2 separate regions of the Mus musculus genome follow, and region 1 is linked to region 2. A link is a contact called in public HiChIP or PLAC-seq data. All regions are on one chromosome and are shown on one strand. Each heading gives the region's core, a stretch centred on a gene start, on an enhancer-like site or on the middle of the called end of the contact. The rest is flanking DNA. Distances are from core to core; before and after follow the strand shown. Region 1 overlaps Lrrc20 (leucine rich repeat containing 20). Region 2 holds the start of Lrrc20 (leucine rich repeat containing 20).

What was found. HiChIP or PLAC-seq counts read pairs in DNA pulled down with a chosen protein or histone mark.
Region 1: an H3K27ac HiChIP or PLAC-seq map of trophoblast stem cells shows a contact between it and region 2, with 29 read pairs. The contact joins the enhancer-like site here to the promoter of Lrrc20 in region 2. A contact is called at or near these places in 3 of 39 promoter capture datasets (the HPC-7 cell line, frontonasal cranial neural crest and maxillary cranial neural crest), 3 of 484 Hi-C or Micro-C datasets (bone marrow-derived dendritic cells, liver and muscle stem cells), 5 of 115 datasets of contacts at active chromatin or transcription factors (cardiomyocytes, embryonic stem cells, heart atrium and 1 more) and 2 of 9 other capture datasets (adipose tissue and pancreatic islet).

What each region holds. Positions count from the first base shown.
Region 1 is chr10:61,534,517-61,538,338 of GRCm38.p6, reverse strand. All of the region lies in intron 3 of Lrrc20 (leucine rich repeat containing 20), which reads right to left. Among named protein-coding and RNA genes, the nearest start is that of Npffr1, 59 kb to the left of the region's middle. Within about 2 kb of position 1,983, at least 166 of the 459 cell types and tissues checked have an H3K27ac peak or open chromatin away from gene starts, as enhancers often do. A contact at or near this core is called in adipose tissue, cardiomyocytes, heart atrium and 3 more, where this site is marked.
Region 2 is chr10:61,473,676-61,477,095 of GRCm38.p6, reverse strand. It overlaps Lrrc20 (leucine rich repeat containing 20), which reads right to left and starts at 1,263. Exons shown (of 5, transcript NM_153542.1): 1 at 1,207-1,263. D830039M14Rik (RIKEN cDNA D830039M14 gene) reads left to right here and starts at 415. Exons shown (of 1, transcript NR_166099.1): 1 at 415-1,869.

The DNA of each region.
Region 1 (3,822 bases), core at 734-3,233, 61 kb before region 2:
TGCAGTACTTTTAAGATGGGGATGTGGTTATGCTTCTGTATCTACAGGGAATATGCTGCCCACATTCAGGGTGGGTCTTCTTTTCTCAGTTAAACCTTTCTGAGAAGACCGTCCCAGGTATGCCCAGAGGTGTGTTTCCATGGTGATGTTGAATCCTGTCACAGGGATGATGGCTACTAAGCACCGAGCAAATTGTCTTTAACCACACAGGATCACCCACTGTGCAGTGAATGCTTCCCCATGCTCACAGTTCAGACTGGGTTTGAGCATCCCCCAATGCGCTTGTGCTGTAAGCCTGACCCCTGGGGAAGGAGGGAACTGGGGTAGGGGACTTTAAGATGTAGAACCAGTGTTCCAGGTGTGCCACACATGCCTTTAATCCCAGCACTTGGGGAGGCAAAGGCAGGCAGATCTTTATGAGTTTGAGTCTACAGAATGAGGCTCAGGCCAGCCAAGGCTATGGAGAGACCCCGTCTCCGAAAGTGGGAAGTGGGCAGCAAGTACTGTAAGACCCCCTTTCGGGGACCCCCACTCTAGTCTCGGGAGTGTGAGAGCACCCAAAGAAACACGAGGACCCACTCGCTGTAATTACATGAGGACGTTTAATTACGGAGCTCCGGACCGGCATGAATCCCACACAGGAGATAACAGATGCCCGCCCCAAGGCTCAAAAGCCAGGGGCTTTTATGGGGTAAGGGGCTTAGGGGTGTGGAATTCAGCATAGTGACACACTATTGGCTTATTCAAACATTAACAGAAAGAACACAGTGCATCAGGACTTTGTTCCTGTGGGCTGGGGGCTTATCTTTTTGTTCACATAACAACCAGTTGATGTATATGACTTTACTCAGCGCCAAGGGGTAACAGAAAGGAGGTTCCAGCCAGATGGTGTGAACTTAGATAATGTAGCCCCATTTGTCCTTGAATACCTTTTCATCGGGACAGTGGGCTCTTAAACAACTCACAAGTTACAATATTTTATCTTCCTTCAGTACACGGTGTTTATTATGGGGAAGGGAGTGCAGAGGGGGAGGCTATGAACCAAGGGACCTGTGCCTTTCTTGCAGGGTGGGATAGTTCTCAAGAGTGTGAGTCACTTTACAGAGAAGCTACCCAATGCAGCGACTCCCTCTTAGCTACACTGTGATGCAACCAGGCAGGCACCCTAGCCAGGACACCAGGGCGTTACTGTTCAAGCCACTGTAGCCGCCTCAGTTGGGAGCCAAAACCTCTTCACTTTGTAAATTTCTCAGCTTTAGGTGTTTCGTTAGGACAACACAAAACAGACTGGTGGAAAAGGAACGAGTAAGGCTTAGAGAGACCCAACTGGGGCCAGCAAAGCTGTCTACTGTTCCACTCTATCTTCCATATGGCCTGCTCTGGGGCCCTGTGGGGTTTTTGGTTTTGTTTTGTTTTGCCTACTGTTTCTATGTCAGAGAAAACAGCCCTAGCCACTTGATCTGATTGTGTTGACATTCCTTCTACCTAGACATGGCCAGAGGCCAAGGCCTGGCTTTGCTCTTCAGCCTAGGATCACAGCACCCAGGTGACTTGCCCAGTGTCTTCTGGCTGAGGGGCTCAGGTCTGAAGGACTGTCTTAGGGGTCAGAGCTAGACTACTTGGGAATCCCACGAAAGAAGAGCCTGCTGCATACTGCTCTGGAGCTACCCCCGGTGCGAGCAGCCCCAGCGGTGACAATCCCTTGCTCAATGACCCCCTCCTGCCTGCGAGCTATGGTATCTAGTGTTTGTCAGATGAAACCTGCCTTCGGCAAGTTCCTCTTATCCCTCCTGACTCCGCTATGCTTTGGACCGCTGCCAGGGCTGACTCCCATTAACCCTGGAGGAAGAGAAAAACAGCCGATTCCGTTGGGGGGGGGGTGGCAGGGGGCACGGAAAGGCTGGCCTTGTATGTGACAGCACAGCTGCTCTGTAAGGGCATGTGCCAGCCTACCCGGCAAGGTTCAGCCAGCGAGGAGGCTCTGACCCGGCATTCCTGAACAGCTGTCCCTGCCTACTCTGGCAGAGCTAGGCGTCAGTGGGGCAGCTAAGCGTCCTTCCAAGGGATGATGCGTGCTGCCAGGTGGGACACACCCAGCTTCCGGTGGGTGTCAAGTCAGAGAGGAAGCAACAGGGCAAGCTTCCAGGAAACACACTCCCGACTGAACTGTGGGGACGGCCAGAGGGCCTGTGAGTAAAAGAAAGTATTGACTGTTCTGCCACCAGAAAGGCCTCTGTGATGGCTGGTATATGCTTGGCCCAGGGAGTGGCACTATTAGAAGATCTGGCCTTGTTGAAAGAAGTGTGTGCCTGTGGGCATGGGCTTTAAGATCCTCCTCCTAGCTGCTTGGAAGTGAGTCTTCCACTAGCAGCCTTCAGATGGAGATGTAGAACTCTCAGCTCCTCCTGCACCACGCCTGCCTGGATGCTGCCATGCTCCCTGCCTTGATGATAATGGACTGAACCTCTGAACCTGTAAGCCAGCCCTAATTAAATGTAGCCCTTATAAGACTTGCCTTGGTCATGGTGTCTGTTCTCAGCAGTGAAACCCTAACTAAGCCTCATAAAGGTAGTTTTGTTAGTGCTGTTCTCATGTCATATTGCCCAGGAGTGACTCATATGCCCTAGGCAGCAGAGGGTGGCCTTGAACTCTTGATTCTTGAGTCTGTATTTTCCAAGTATTACCACTACAGGCATACACCACCATGCCAGGTTTAGCGGTGCTGGGGATCAAACCCGGGGCTTTGTGCACACCCACAGGAACATTCTACCAAGTGAGCTACATCCCTAGCTAGACCAGCATCCACCGGAGTTAAAGAAATAACTAGAACGTAAAAGGATACATGTATGCTTTTCTAGTGAATGGTCTCAGCCCCACCCTCTTGCTGTATGACCTTGGGCAAATTCCTTGTGCTCTCTGAGAGAAGGGAAGAATATCAGGAGAGCTAGAAACACGGTGAGGGAGAGAAGAGGAGGCAGAGGCAGAGGGCAGGGAAGAGGTGAGAGGACTGTAACGATTTTAAGCAATTTATACTTGGAAGGGATTCACAAAGATGTCTGCTATGGGACGCTGTAAATGTCACTAATACTAGATAAATTTCTATTTCATGGGCTAGCAACATCTCAAGAGCTGGCAGAGACAGCTGCTGCTGGGCAGGGAATTAGATTTCGGGGGGTGGGGGGAACGAGAGAGACTTATTTCCCCCTATTATTCCCTTTGACTGGACCACTGCATTGTGTGTCTATTGCCTATTCAAAAATAAACAGGCAGACAGGACCCATTCTTTCAAAGGATGTGGTGGAGCTCTGCAGATGTGGTGGGGCTGGGAGCAACCAAAGGGAAATGGAAAGGGGTGGGGGAGGGCACAGCACTGAGGGGCCTGGAGCACAGCAGCAAAGGAAATCTGTGCAGAGAGCTCAGGGAAAGGGGGGGGTGGGGATAAATGCAAAGTCCTTTGTCACTCAGGGGTTGGAAAATGTGAGCTTGGGAACTGAGCTGGAAGATAGATAATTCAGTCACACTGGCCCTGTTTTCTGGGTGTGTCCTCCCCCAGTGTTCTGGGTGTGTCCTCCCCCTGTGTTCTAGATGTGTCCCTCCCCCTGTGGGCCACCACACTGTCCCTGTGTACTGGGGTGCTCCCCCTGTGTGCCAGCACACTGTCTTTGTGTTCTGAGTGTGCCCCTCCCCCTGTGTACCAGCACACTGTCCCTGTGTTCTGAGTGTGCCCCTCCCCATGTGTACCAGCACACTTTCCCTGTGTTCTGAGTGTGCCCCTCCCCCTGTGTGCCAGCACACTGTCCCTGTGTTCTGGGTGTGCCCCAC
Region 2 (3,420 bases), core at 14-2,513:
CAATGAAACTGTTAATAAAAATTAACTGAAAAAAAATCACTTCTAAGAAAAGACTCTGCAAGCCATTAAGGGCTTCCTGCATTAAGCCAGGACCAACTATTAGGTCATCAAACAAGGACAGACAGGAAGTTTGCATATAATAAATTGAAGGTGAGTGTGCTATTCTGCTTTGAGGAAGCTATGATTGTGAACACTGTATAATTTCTCTGGCAGATCTGAAACTGATCTCACCTAAATTCCAAACTTGGGGCTGAGGTATTTAAACCTTGACCATGGCAATGACCCAGTCTTTAAGGGTCAGAACTCAACTTCATTATCTGCAGCCCTAAGATCTCTGCAAAGGAGCCACTGCGACACTCCGGCCGCACCAGCTGGTCCTATATTTAGTTACTGTTGTGGTCAACTGGGAACTTTAGAGCCTGGCAGCCGCTCTGCGGGGCAACCGGAGCCTCCGCAGCCATGCGCACGATCTGCCCCACCGCTGGCTCCGCTGGCTCCAGACAGACTTCGGGACCCTGCTGAAGCCAAGAGCTGATGTGGCGAGGTAAGGGGCACAATGCTAATCACACCCCAACAGTCCCAAAGGTCCACTCGAGACCAGAGCAGAGATGACCCACTTTCTCACCCAGGGGAAAGAGCCCGCTGGGGCAATGAGCTGGACACGTTGGCGCCTGGTTTCGCAGCTCAGCTTTAGAGTTGGGGAGCCCCGCGTGAGCATCCTTAGACTGTACCGACAGTACACAGTGGCCAAGGACAGGATCCCTGGACCCCATTCTCACAGCCAGTGGCTGCTCGTCTCCAGCCTCGCGCTGGCCTGGCAGACAGGAACTGGGACAAATGGAGCAAGCAGAGGGGGGACGCTGGTGATCGCAGAGGCCGGGGGCGTCCCACGCTGCCAGGGGCGGAGAGGCACACTCCCAAGTGACATGCGCAGCTGCCTCTCCCGATGGGCAAGGGCGTCTCACTGGGGAGACGGAAGCCGGGCTGTCCGAGAGCTCTAACCACGAGCCTCCCACTACCGCAAGCGATAGTCCATGACCTCTGGGCACCGCCCGAGCCATGACTCGGTGCTACCAGGTGTGCTGGGGGAGGGGAAGGGACACGGCCAAGCCCAGTGCTTTCCCTTCTGCCCCTGCCACGCTCGGCCTCTGGCCACCGTTATTCAGCGCGGCGCGAAGCCTGTGGGCCGCTGGAGGCAGCACTTACGGCGACAATGCGTCCTAGAGCCCAGCGCCCAGCACTCACGCTCCCGCGGCGACCGACGGCACCCGGTGCAAGTTCTGAGCCCGAGGGGCGGAGCCAAAGGGGCAGGGAGCTCAGCGCGCACGGCCGCTCAGCCAATAGTGACACCAGGATACGACCCAGGGCGGGGAGGGGCCAGCGCTCCGCCCGCGCGCACCAATCAGCGCGCAACTCCTCCTGCGCGCTCGGGAACCAAGGGAGGAACCGCTTTGTGTGGAGTCGGCAAAGCCAGCGCGCTAGGGGCGGGGCCCTGCATCTTCTTGTGTAGGATGCTTCTCCAGGCTGGATTTTATTTTGTTTTTAATTCCACGGATGAGCCGGGTTCAGCAGATCGGGGAACTTTGGAAAACGCAAAGAAACGCTAATTGAAGCCGCACTGTAACTTCATCTCTTCAGACTAAAGTAAACATGGAACTAAAGTCTACCTGCTTCACGGGTCGCTGTGAGAACTGATGAAGGGACTGTGGAGTCCAGCGCTGCTGCGACGCAAAAACACAACTCTCACCTCAAAGGGGATCAGAGATGGCTTATCCTAGAGCCAAATAGGAGCGACCCTAGCCCGGGAACACAAATACAGGTTATTCCATGTCCCAACATGGTAACAGTTTGATAAAAATTGTGAATTATTTTGTGCTTTTTTTTTTTTTTTTTAGTTATTTTATGCGTGTTTGCCCGCGTGTGTATTTGTGCACCACCTATGTGTCTGGTGTCCTCAGAGGCCAAAAGAGGGGTCAAATCTCCTGGGATTGGAGTTGCAAACAGCTATGAACCATCCTGTACATGATTGGACAACCCTTGCAAAGGAACGGTGTAGCTGTCTCTCCAGCCTCTTAATGAAGAACAAAGAAAAACGTAAAAACAAGGCACTTTTCAATTGTATTGGTGAGGATATCAGGTAAACAGGCTACAGCAAAGGAGAAAAAGATCTCAGCTATAGGCCCCAGATGCTAGCCTGAGAGCATTCTTAGCCCTTTGGTTGATCGGAAACTAGAGATCTGTTCTTGCACTCTGACTTACTGGATAGTTACAAAGATGTTAAGCCAAGTAGAGGGCAGAGCAATCAGTAGTTGTTAAAGGACATAAAGATGCCACAAAATGCCAGTCTGGCTCTGGACCTGCAACATTTTAACCCTTTTGTGTCACTAAATTTCTAGTCAGTAAATCAGACTAGCAAAAGATGCTGCTGTTCTTTTGAGTAATTTGTATTCACGGCTGCCAGACTAGCCACCAGGACCACAGCTTCTAAAATGTAGCCACTTCACAGATCTCCTGTTGTGTAACAGTTTCCAAAAACACTGCTTCCTGTAGGAAGCTCCTTAAGCAATAAGCACTTAAAATAGCTTTGGGAACCTCCTTAAAGAGGAAGGTAAACAAACTCAAATTAGCTTCAGGAAGTCCCTGAAACTGACCAGGTTCACTAGGCCCCTCCCTACCAGGCTAAGCAATAAACTAGTCATAACCCAACACCTCCCATTAGGGATATAATGGCCTGGGCTCTTAGAGTCCTTTCTGCTTCTCCATCCTTGAGAACTCTGTGAAAGGAGACAAGATACATTGCTTAATGATGACTCATTGCCTAACGAAGCAGAGGACACTCATATGACAATAAACAATGGGCACAAGGACCACTCAGCTGGCTACATTTTAGGCAGGCCCTCTGCTGTTTCTGAAGTGACCTGATTCTAGAACAGGTACTATTTTCCCTAGTGAGTTTGTCCTGTTGAGGTTCCTGACAGACCCCTTTGAATTGACTTTTTTTAAAAAAGTGTATGTGTGTCCATGTCCGTGTGTGTGTGGTGTTCATCTGTGAGCACAGGCACATACACATGTAAGTCGAAATCAGAGATCAACTTCAGCTGTGGTCCTCACCTCACCTCACCAGAACAACCTCTGGCTCACTGCTACATGCACTGGACTTTGTCAGAAAGCCTCCTGGTTCACAGTCTTCTGAGGCTTAGGATCCCAGGGCCTGTGTCTATTAATAACTTTCCAGACAGTTCAGCTTGTCACACCTCTCAGAGCCAAACAGCTCAGGTCTCATGCCTCTCAGCAGCCGATAGAGGGCTGCTGTTTCAGTCCTTGCTTTTCCAAGTTGTTGAGCATAAAGGATGAAAGGACTCTGGCCAGCTGGAGTGTGGCAAGCATGGCTCTGGCGGGCTTTGCCCTTCTCTTCCATTC